Linked DNA regions of Mus musculus: region 1 is linked to region 2. The links are chromatin contacts, called in public Hi-C maps. All regions are on one chromosome and are shown on one strand. The core of a region is the stretch at or near the end of the contact, and the rest is flanking DNA. Distances in the headings are between cores, read along the strand shown.

Region 1 (4,698 bases), core at 164-2,663, 390 kb after region 2:
TTATCACATAACTGTGTTCTTTTGACCTGTGATATTTTTATTCTTGTTAAGAAACTGACAATACTTTTTAAAAGATGGAATGTCACCAGTAAAGATAAATTCATTATTAACTTCCATTGAAATAGGGTAGTCATATCCTTGAGTCAGAAAGACAGTTTGACTTCTTGACTTTTTATTTGTACTTCCTAGGATTGGGTGCTTGTGGCTCAGTTGACAGCTCATGGTGTGTAGGTGTGCGTTCATTTGTTCATTCTGTCAGATAAAAAGCCACATGGTCTTTACAGTGTTGTGATCCTAGAAAGTGATGCTGGGGATGTTATGGTCCCACATTGGAATTTTACGATATTGGAAAAGTCCTGCTTTGTGTTTGGAGGTCTGCTCCCGTGGTTGAGCAAGGAACTTCCTTTATCTTTCCTTCAGGAGCTTCTACTCAAACCATGTTAGTAGACCACCTTGTGTTTGTGTGTGAATGAAAATATTTATGAGCAGGCAGAAGCAGTTAAGTAGCCACTTCTGTGATGGAGAGGGGCTGCTTATTCTATCCTCAGACATTACTTTTCCCCCAGAAATTGCCTGTCACTAACCTCCAGCAACAGAATGACTAATTATGAGTTGGAGTGTTAACATTCTTCACTGTTTTGACGTTGTGTGCTTGGCAGGATGGAGTGCTTTTTTTTTTTTTTTTTAACTTTTTCAGGGTGTCTATATTTATCAAATACATTGTAGATGCCTTTATAATAGTAAATATGTGATTTGTAACTCTAACCTTACAATTTTCATCAATAAAGCACAGCTGCTTAGGTACAAATCAGAATGGATTAAGCAGTTTGTTGTACCTTGTGGCTCCCTAGAGTAATTTCAACAATGAAGATTTACCAGGAGCCTATAGTGCCATGCCAGACTTTTGCAAGTGCAGTTCTGTGGCTAGTAAATATTTATCTTTAGTAGCCAAATGTGAAGCAGGGTTCACAAATTTCGGATGGCTGGTAGATGTTGTTATCTCAGCAGCGAAGGGGTGGTCCGAGATCTAGGATGTCATTGATCTCCAGTTGGTCCCCTGGTTCCGCTTATCAGTGGTGATAGACAGCTGTCGGATCAGTGGAGAGCCAGTGGGAGATGATGTCCTCACAAGGATGGAGATGCCTTGTGAGGCGGTTAGTTCTGTGGGTGCAGCATGTAGCTGTTGACTCTAGTCAGCCCCCCCCCCCCCCCCCCGTGTGTGTGTCTGTCTGTCTGTCTCTCCATCTCTGTCTCCCCACCCCCACCCCCTGACTGCTTTGCCTGCGTGTATGTATATGCGCCATGCCTGGCGACTATGAAAGTCAGAAGAGGGTGCCAGAATCTTCTGGAACTAGAGTTAGAAATGGTTGTAAGCTACTGTGTGAGTAGTGGGGGCCAAACTCTTAAACCATAGAGTCATCTCTGCAGCCCCTCTAGTCAGATTTTATCAATAGTCCCCAACCTCTTGAGGTGACCTGAGTAGAAATACAGTAACCTCTGTTGTATATGGAGGGAACTGTACCTTGTTTGACAGTCTCTCTCTGACTGTAATAATGTAGGGACAGGTATTTTAGGAGAGCATCCTGTTTTCAGCCAGTAAGTCTTCAGCCTGCTCTGCCCTTAGCAGCCCATGCTGTTTGTTTTTTATAATTATGTAATTTGATTTTCCTTTTCTTTTTCCCCTCCCCTTCTCACTCTCCCCTCTTTCTTTCTTTTGAGGAAAAGAGAGAGATCTCTATTGGCTACACTTGTCTCAAGTTCCTTGGCTTAGGCCTGTCTCCTGTTCAGACCGTATAGGCCCTGGATTTCTTATGCACACCATATTGGGTTTGTATTAATGAAAGGTTCTAGAAGAAAAATAAGATTATGGGGCTGGTGAGATTGCTCAACGGATAGGAGCACTTGACCGCTCTTCCAAAGGTCCTGAGTTCAAATCCCAGCAACCACATGGTGGCTCACAACCACCCATAATGAGATCTGATGCCCTTTTCTGGCACATCTGAAGACAGCTGCAGTGTACTTATGTATAATAATAAATAAATCTTAGAAAAAAAAAGAAAAATAAGATTATATTTTGGAAAATGTCTTTAGTAGTGCTCAGCGATAATTGTTAGTCACATTTTTCTATGCTGTAACAGCGAGGGAATTAAATGATTAAGGAATCCAGTTGATATATATTTGTTGAATGTATAGTATGTCCTGGACCTGGTGCTAGGGAACACAAGGAAGAATAAAGCAAGTCTTCTTTGAATGAAATTTGATTATAAAAAACTTAGTGAGTAAAACATAAAGTAATTGGTAGTAAAATGAGAAACAAAAGCTAATTAAAATGTCAAAAAGTTAGAGTATCAAAAATTATCCTAGTTTATACATAGCAGCACTCACAGAAAAGATAAATTTTGAGTTTTTTAAAAAGATATATTTATTTTATGTATATGAGTACACTATTGCTCTCTTCAGACACACCAGAAGAGGCCATCAGATCTCATTACAGATGGTTGTGAGCCACCATGTGGTTGCTGGGATTTGAACTCAGGACCTCTGGAAGAACTGTCAGTGATGTTAACTGCTGAGCCATCTCTCCAGCCCCCAAATTTCATTTTTTAAAAAAATGTTTTTATTCAGTTTAAAATCCACTGCTCCCAGCATCCCTCACGCAAGTCCTCCCTCCATCCCACGTTCCCCTTGTGTTTTGAGAAGGGGAACTCCCCCTCTGGGCTCTGGATGTCACTTCTGCACTCCCTGTCCCTCCTCCTTCCCCCCAACAAGTTGCTGTGTCACATCTTCTCCCACTGAGGCCAGACAAGGCTTCTATTTAGGGGCATGGGATCCACAGGCAAACATGTAGACAACAGGCTTAGGGACAGCCCCTGCTACAGTTGTTGGGGGACCCACATGAAGACCAAGTTGCTCATCTGCTACATATGTGCAGGGGACGTAGGTCCTGCCTGTGCTCCATCTTCAGTTGGTGATTCAGTCTCTGGGAGCACTCAAGGGTCCAAATTAGTTGACTCTGTTGGTCTTTCTGTGGTGTCTCTCCTTTTGGTCCCTCAATCCTTTCCCCAATTTTCAGAAGTCGTGGTTTTGCCAATATCAGACAATGTATTCACTACTTGAAGGTATTCTATCTTCATGGTGTCTCTGTCTCTGTGTCTCTCTCTTTCTTTCTTTCTTTCTTTCTTTCTTTCTTTCTTTCTTTCTTTCTTTCTTTCTTTCTTTCTTTCTCTCTTTCTCTTCTCTCTCTCTTTCTCTTCTCTCTCTTTCTCTTCTCTCTCTCTTTCTCTCTTTCTCTCTTTCTCTTCTCTCTCTTTCTCTTCTCTCTCTGTCTGTCTCCTTCCTTCCTTCCTTCCTTCCTTCCTTCCTTCCTTCCTTCCTTCCTTCCTTCCTTCCTTCCTTCCTCTTTGTTTTTCGAGACAAGGTTCCTCTGTGTAGCCCTGGCTGTCCTGGAACTCACTCTGTAGACCAGGCTGGCCTCAAACTCAGAAATCCGCCTGCCTCTGCGTCCCGAGTGCTGGGACTAAAGGTGCGCACCACCACACTCGGCTGGTGTTTTTCTTTGAACACTGTCATCTGGTGATGATGCAGTGTTGATTGTGCTTGTTCTATATGTGCTTCTTTCTTGCTGGAAGTGTTGTGTCTTCATCATAAAGACCCCTGTGTGCACAGAGGTGATTGAATCTCAATTACAGGGTGTAAATTCTGCTAGGCAATGGGATCTTTTCTCTCTGCTTACTAGACTCTCAACCTCTAATCCCGTCATGCTAGGTTCTGTATTACTTTTTCCTTTTTGATCTGTGGTTTGTCAGACTAAAGGACCCCCACAATCCACACACTTTTATTAAAAAGCTTAAAGGAAATTTTGCTGCTCTTTTTTTAAATTATTATTATTATTGGTTTTGTTTGTCTGTTTTTTGTTTTTTTTCTAGACAGGGTTTCTCTGTGTAGTCCTGGCTGTCCTGGAACTCACTTTGTAGACCAGGCTGGCCTTGAACTCAGAAATCTGCCTCCCTCTGCCTCCCAAGTGCTGGGATTAAAGGTGTGTGCCACCACTGCCCTTAAAGGAAAATTTGATTTCATTATATTCTGTTTCTATAGATACCAGTTCTTGTAGAATATGAATGTGATTGTGAACCTTGGGTTTCTCTTATCAGATACTTGGAGCGTTTCATATTTTGTTTTAAAATTATTCAGAATTGTTACACATCATTCCATTGACCTTCTTTAGTTATACTTGCTTCCAACATTGGTGTTTTTTTCAAATTTTTATTATACATGATGTCAAATGAACATTCTCTGCATTGGTGTGTTTGGAGAAAGGGTCTTATGTAGCCTAGGCTGACCTTGGACCCAGGGCCCCATGCTTCTACCTTGGGGCTCCACATTCAGCTGGTGAGTTTCTTTTGTAGGGCAAATTCCTGGGAGAAGGTCACATTTACTCTAGGGCTTCTCTGTGAGTTTGTCTGCAAACTCTGGCTTGTCGTGGGAATTTGTTGCCTTTATTTTATAGCATAGGTAAGGAGAAGAAAGTGGGCAGAAAAAATGTATCATTTAGTCCTTTGGCATATAAATAGTAATAAAGAGCTGCATTTTGTAGTTTTTTCTGTTCGCAATGTGAGAAGGAGGAATTATAGCTTTAATAGAATGCTTTAGCATTCAGTCCTATCCTTTGGCACAGTCTCAAGTTTTTATTTTTAGGGA
Region 2 (5,268 bases), core at 1,318-3,817:
GCCTCATTTACCTCCTGTACTGCTGCTTTGAACGCGTGTGTCTCTTCAAGCCTATCACCAGCAGGCCTGCCAATTCAGAGCGGTAAGACTTCCTCTCTGTCATATCTGGCTAGTCAGCCATCAGCCGCAAACCCTGTGCTTTTGTCTGGCATGAACTCTCAAACTGTTAGGAACCTTGACTTTGGAGACGTGATTCTCCAGTAGAAGACAGGGTCCTTGGTCTTGAATGGTGCCACCTCCACAGCTGTGTTTACCATGCTTGCATCTGGGATTCTCATGTTGGTCCATGAAGAATGTGACTATTAAGAGAGGGTTTAGGTTGGCAATAGGCAAAGGGGTTGTCATACAGAAGTATGCAGGCATCTGGTGCCCACAGACAACATTAAGAGAAAACAAGGCTGATCGATCCGAATTATCAGGTAGCCTGTTAAAGTGCAGCCTTCGCTGGAGACCTTGATCCACTACGTCTGTTAACAGCCTCTCCAAGTCATGTCTGTTGGTACAGGACAGTGGGGAACACCTCTTAGATGGACATACAGTCTCACATATAAAGAAAAGATCTTATATATTTTATTTTGAGATAGGGTTTTACAGTATAGCCCTGGCTGGCCTGGAACCTACTACATAGATCAGGCTGGCCTTGAGCATAAATAAGATAATCCGATTGCCTGTGCCTCCCAAGGAGGATTTAAGGCATATGCCACCAATTTGTATGAAAAGGAGGGACTTGAGGTAACATTTTTTAAGGCACAGTTTGTGTTGCCCTTTGAACTCAGGCTTAAGGTTGACTAGAAAGACTGTTTAGCTCAGTGACTCCAGCAGCAGGGTGAAGGAATGGGCGGGGAGAAGGCTCTTGCTCCTTGGCGTGACAGGGTATCTCCTGCAGGTATGTGGTGTGCAAAGGGCTGAAGGTGGGCATAGATGATGTTCGGGAATACCTCTTCTCCGTGAATATTAAACTCAACCAGCTTCGGAACACTGAGTCTGATGTCAACCTGGTAGTTCCCTTGATGGTGATCAAAGGAGACCATGAATTTAATGACTACATGATACGCTCTAATGAGAGGTAAGCCACCTGGCTGTCTGCTGGTACTGTTGGGGTGTTAAGGATACCTAGAGAACATTCTGTTATCTGGGTTTGCTCTGCTGGTCCTGTTCCAAGGAGTCAGGTGGGTCCCTGGCTCCAGAGTCCTGCCCACAGGAGTCTGGGACTTACGGGGAAAAGAGAGCCTGAGAAGAGAAGTGGCGGTTGGTGCCTTGAGATTACGTGCAAAAGCAAGGGTAGAGCATGTTCTATAGGAGCCCAAACCTTTGTCAGTTGAGGGGTTCTTCGGTGGGTGTTGGGAAGCTATGTTTCCCCCTTCTTTAATTGATAACCCCCTTCCAATCTTCCACCCTCACCCAGGACTGGAGTTACAGGCAGGGGTGAGCCACACCCCACATTGGTGCTAGGAGCTGAATTTGAGTTTTTTGGTTTTTCAAGACACAGAGAAACCCTGTCTCAAAAAAACAAAACAAAACAGGTTTTTCTTTGTAGCCCTGCCTATCCTAGAACTTGTTCTGTAGACCAGGTTACTTGCTTCTGCCTCCCAAGTACTAGGATTAAAGGTGTGGACCACCCCACTTGGCCACTGAAATGTACTTTTTTTTTTCTTTTTTGGTTTTTCTAGTGCAATGTACATTCTTAACTGGTAAGCCATTTCTCTGGCCATTTCTCCTCTTCAGGCTTTTTTTGTTTTGTTTTGTTTTTTTTCGAGACAGGGTTTCTCTATAGCCCTGGCTGTCCTGGAACTCACTTTGTAGAACAGGCTGGCCTCGAACTCAAAAATCCACCTGCCTCTGCCTTCCAAGTGCTGGGATTAAAGGCGTGCGCCACTACCGCCCGGCCAGACTTTTTTTTTTAATATTTATTTATTTATTTATTTATTTATTTATTTATTTATTTATTTATTTATTTAATGTATAGGAGTACACCATAGTTGTCTTCAGATCCACCAGAAGAGGGCATCAGATCCCATTACAGAAGGTTGTGAGCCACCATGTGGTTGCTGGGAATTGAACTCAGGACCTCTGGAAGAGCAGTCAGTACTCTTAACCGCTGAGCCATCTCTCCAGCCCGACTTTTTTTTTTTAAGTGTTAGTTTTTTGTTTTTGTTTTAGTTTTTTTGTTCTTTTAAATAAGTACTGCATTAAAGGCTCTCCATGTATTTTGGGCATTAATCTCTTACTAGACTTGAATGTGAAATACTGTTTCCTGGTCTGTATTTTCTTTTCACTGTATTATGTCCTTGGTACGGAAGTTTGTAACATCAGTGTGGTCTGGCTTACTCATTTTCTTATTGTACTTCTAGTATGAGGCCTCTCCCTGTGTTTTTTTGTAAATTTATAAGTTTTGCCCATGTGTTGAGATATTTTATTTTTAATTATTTTTTGGATATGGCATTAATTTTTTTCAGATCTTCCAGACCGTCCTTTCTTTATGAAATGGACTTGGCACACTTTCCAAAACTCTTTTGCTACTTGATTAGCAATGCTAATAAACAGTAGTAAATGAGTATTTATTTCTAGGCTTTCTATCTTGTTCCAGGGGCATGTCATCTGTGAAGTGAGATAATTTTATTTCCTTTCCAGGTTGGCTATCTCAAACTTTAAAATTTTGATAATGAGATCCAACTAGGCTTTTTTTCTTCTTCTTCTTTTTTTGGTGAATGATTCATTTTCTTTCCAAAAAGTCTTAGTTTGCGTGCTCTGTGTAGCTCTGGGTGGTTAGAACTTGCTGTCTTCCTGCCTCGGTGATCATCCTGAGTGCTAGGATCACAGTGTCTTCTCTGTCCTTGGTATTTCCTGACACACTGACTCTTCCAAAAGTTCTAGCTTCCTTCCTGGAGCACCAAGTTCCTATTTGCAATCATTCCGTTTCAGCCTGTAGACTTCATTTTAGAGACACTAGCTCTGGCTTTTGTTTATTTAAAACTGCATTTTTTAGGCATCGTGGTGTGCACCAGTAACCCCACCACTCAAGGCAGGAGATTCCTGTACTTCCCCGGACAGGCATGGCTACATAGTGAGACCCAAACTCAAGAAACTCAAGAAACAACATATAAAATATCACAGAAAAGCACGTCTTTTATTTTTGAGGAACATTTGAATTGGATATGGAATTTTTCTTTGACCACTTTAAATTAGACCATTCCACACTTCCTCCTTCCCTTTCTTCTGATGGGAAGCTCACCCTTGGGTTTTAAAAATATTTATTTTCTTTCCTTTTTGTTTTGTGTCTGTGCACATGAGTGCCATTGCCCATAGAAGTCAGAGGCATTGGAAAGCCCTCCCCCCACCACCAGCTGTAGTTCCCGGTGGTTGTGAGCCATTTGATGTGGGTGCCCTTAACCACAGAGCCACTCCAGCTCCCACCATTGGCCTTGTCATTGTCTTCTTGTGTATCATGTGTCGTTTCCTCTGGTTGTTTTCAAGAGGCCAGAGGTTGACATCAGGTTGTCAGTTGCTCTTCACCTTATGTATTAAGGGAGGATCTCTCACTTGACCCTAGAGTTCACCAAACTCACCTAGTCTAGCAAGCCAGCTTGCTTGGGGAGGTGGGCAGCCACCTCCAGAGTGCTGAGATTCCAGGTGAGTTCCCGTGCTCGTCCAGCGTTTATTCAGGTCCTGGGGATGGGCTTTGTTGTTCCTTAGTCAGTTCTTTAAGGGAAGGGGAAGAGCCTTCTCAGCAGGACTTGTGTCTGAGTGTCTCCCGAGTTCCACTCAGTTCTCTTCTGCTGTCTTTGGGCCCCACGGAACTGCTGAGTGGGCCCGCTTACCTCACCGCGACTCCGGTGGCTTCTGCTCTGGCTACTGTGCTGATGTCGATGTGTGTCTTCTTTTTTCCTAGCTACTGCAGCCTACAGATCAAAGCTCTGGCCAAGATCCACGCCTTTGTGCAGGACACGTGAGTGCTGCATGCCCACCGGCTCTTTCTCTTTCCTTTCTTCCTTCCCTCCCTCTCTCCCTCCCTCCCTTCAGGTTTTTGAGACAGATTTCTGTGTAGCCCTGACTGTCCTCATACTCAGAGATCCTCTGCCTGCCTCTGCCACCTGAGCACTGGCATTAAAGGCATGTGCCACCACTGCCTGGTGACAGTCAACTCCTGTTTCTTTAACAGTGATTTAAAGCCACTCTTGTGGGTTCCTTTTGCCTTGTGGAATATCAGCATAGTGACACTTCTTTGAGAACAAAGGAGAAATCAGAATGTGCTGGTGGGTGGAGGGAAGGGCGTGTATAGGGGATGCTGGCCTCCTGGTGGTGCTGGCTACAGTCTGTGGGAAGGGAAGTGATTTCAGTCTATAAGTTCTGAGCTGTCTCTAGAGGCTAGTCCATTGTCGCAGGTGTACTCCTTTAGGTCATAAAAGGCTCCGCTTTTGTTCCCTAGGACCCTGAGTGAGCCTAGGCAGGCAGAGATCCGCAAAGAATGCCTCCAGCTGTGGAAGGTAAGCAGCCTATTGTCCCTCCAGGCCAGGAAGCTGGAGTTAACAGTGGGATTGTCACCTTTATTCCCCACCTGAAAGGGTGCCCAGCTCCTTAGCATGCTGCAAGTTACCTCTTTGGCTCTCTGACAGCTTGGCCAGCAGCTGGGTCAAAAGAACACAGGTTCTGGGCAAGCTGCATTTTACCCTGATGGCACCATATGCGTGGCGAGGAAAGGATTTGGTGTGGGTTGTATTGATGTCGTGGCTTGACAGGGAGTGAACGTTATACCTCCAGCTCCCTTGCCAGGCTTGTATGCCATTTCTTCTTCCCCAGTCTGGATCCATCTCCTTACACATATGTCCACAAGGTACTTAGAAACCACAGTCAGAGAGGCAGCTCAGCAGCAGAGAGCACTGGCTGCTCTTCCAGAGGACCCATGTTTGCAGCAACCCACATGATAGCTCTCAACTGCCTGTAACTCCAGGTCCAGGAGCTTGGACACCCTCTTCTAGCCTCGGCAGGCACCAGGCACATGTGGTATACAGACACACAGGCAGGCACCACACCCATACACTTACAAAGCCCTTTGCTGTCTCCTTCCAGATCCCAGACCAGGCTCGAGTTGCTCCTTCCTCTTCAGACCCAAAATTCAAGTTTTTTGAACTAATCAAGGTAAATCTGATTCATATGGCAACACATAAGCGGCCTTTTTTCTAGGGTGGACAGTGTCACCCTGGCTTCTGTAAGTAAGGCTTGCGAAGGCGTCAGCCTTGGACCTAAAGGGTGGTCTAGTCTCCCCAGTGA

The links. A called contact is a pair of places that touch in the nucleus more often than the background predicts.
Region 1: a Hi-C map of the G1E-ER4 cell line shows a contact between it and region 2, with 6 times the contacts expected there. The contact joins two enhancer-like sites. A contact is called at or near these places in 3 of 484 Hi-C or Micro-C datasets (the G1E-ER4 cell line, cerebellar granule neurons and cerebellum) and 1 of 115 datasets of contacts at active chromatin or transcription factors (astrocytes).

The regions. Positions count from the first base shown.
Region 1 is chr17:30,085,853-30,090,550 of GRCm38.p6, forward strand. The region is part of intron 2 of Zfand3 (zinc finger, AN1-type domain 3); the gene reads left to right. Among named protein-coding and RNA genes, the nearest start is that of Zfand3, 83 kb to the left of the region's middle. Within about 2 kb of position 1,414, at least 9 of the 459 cell types and tissues checked have an H3K27ac peak or open chromatin away from gene starts, as enhancers often do. A contact at or near this core is called in the G1E-ER4 cell line, where this site is marked.
Region 2 is chr17:29,690,359-29,695,626 of GRCm38.p6, forward strand. Cmtr1 (cap methyltransferase 1) reads left to right here. Exons shown (of 24, transcript NM_028791.6): 12 at 1-82; 13 at 887-1,066; 14 at 3,890-3,946; 15 at 4,427-4,484; 16 at 5,068-5,136. It overlaps Gm28043 (predicted gene, 28043), which reads left to right. Exons shown (of 28, transcript NR_132314.1): 17 at 1-82; 18 at 887-1,066; 19 at 3,890-3,946; 20 at 4,427-4,484; 21 at 5,068-5,268. Among named protein-coding and RNA genes, the nearest start is that of Ccdc167, 24 kb to the right of the region's middle. Within about 2 kb of position 2,568, at least 19 of the 459 cell types and tissues checked have an H3K27ac peak or open chromatin away from gene starts, as enhancers often do. A contact at or near this core is called in the G1E-ER4 cell line, where this site is marked.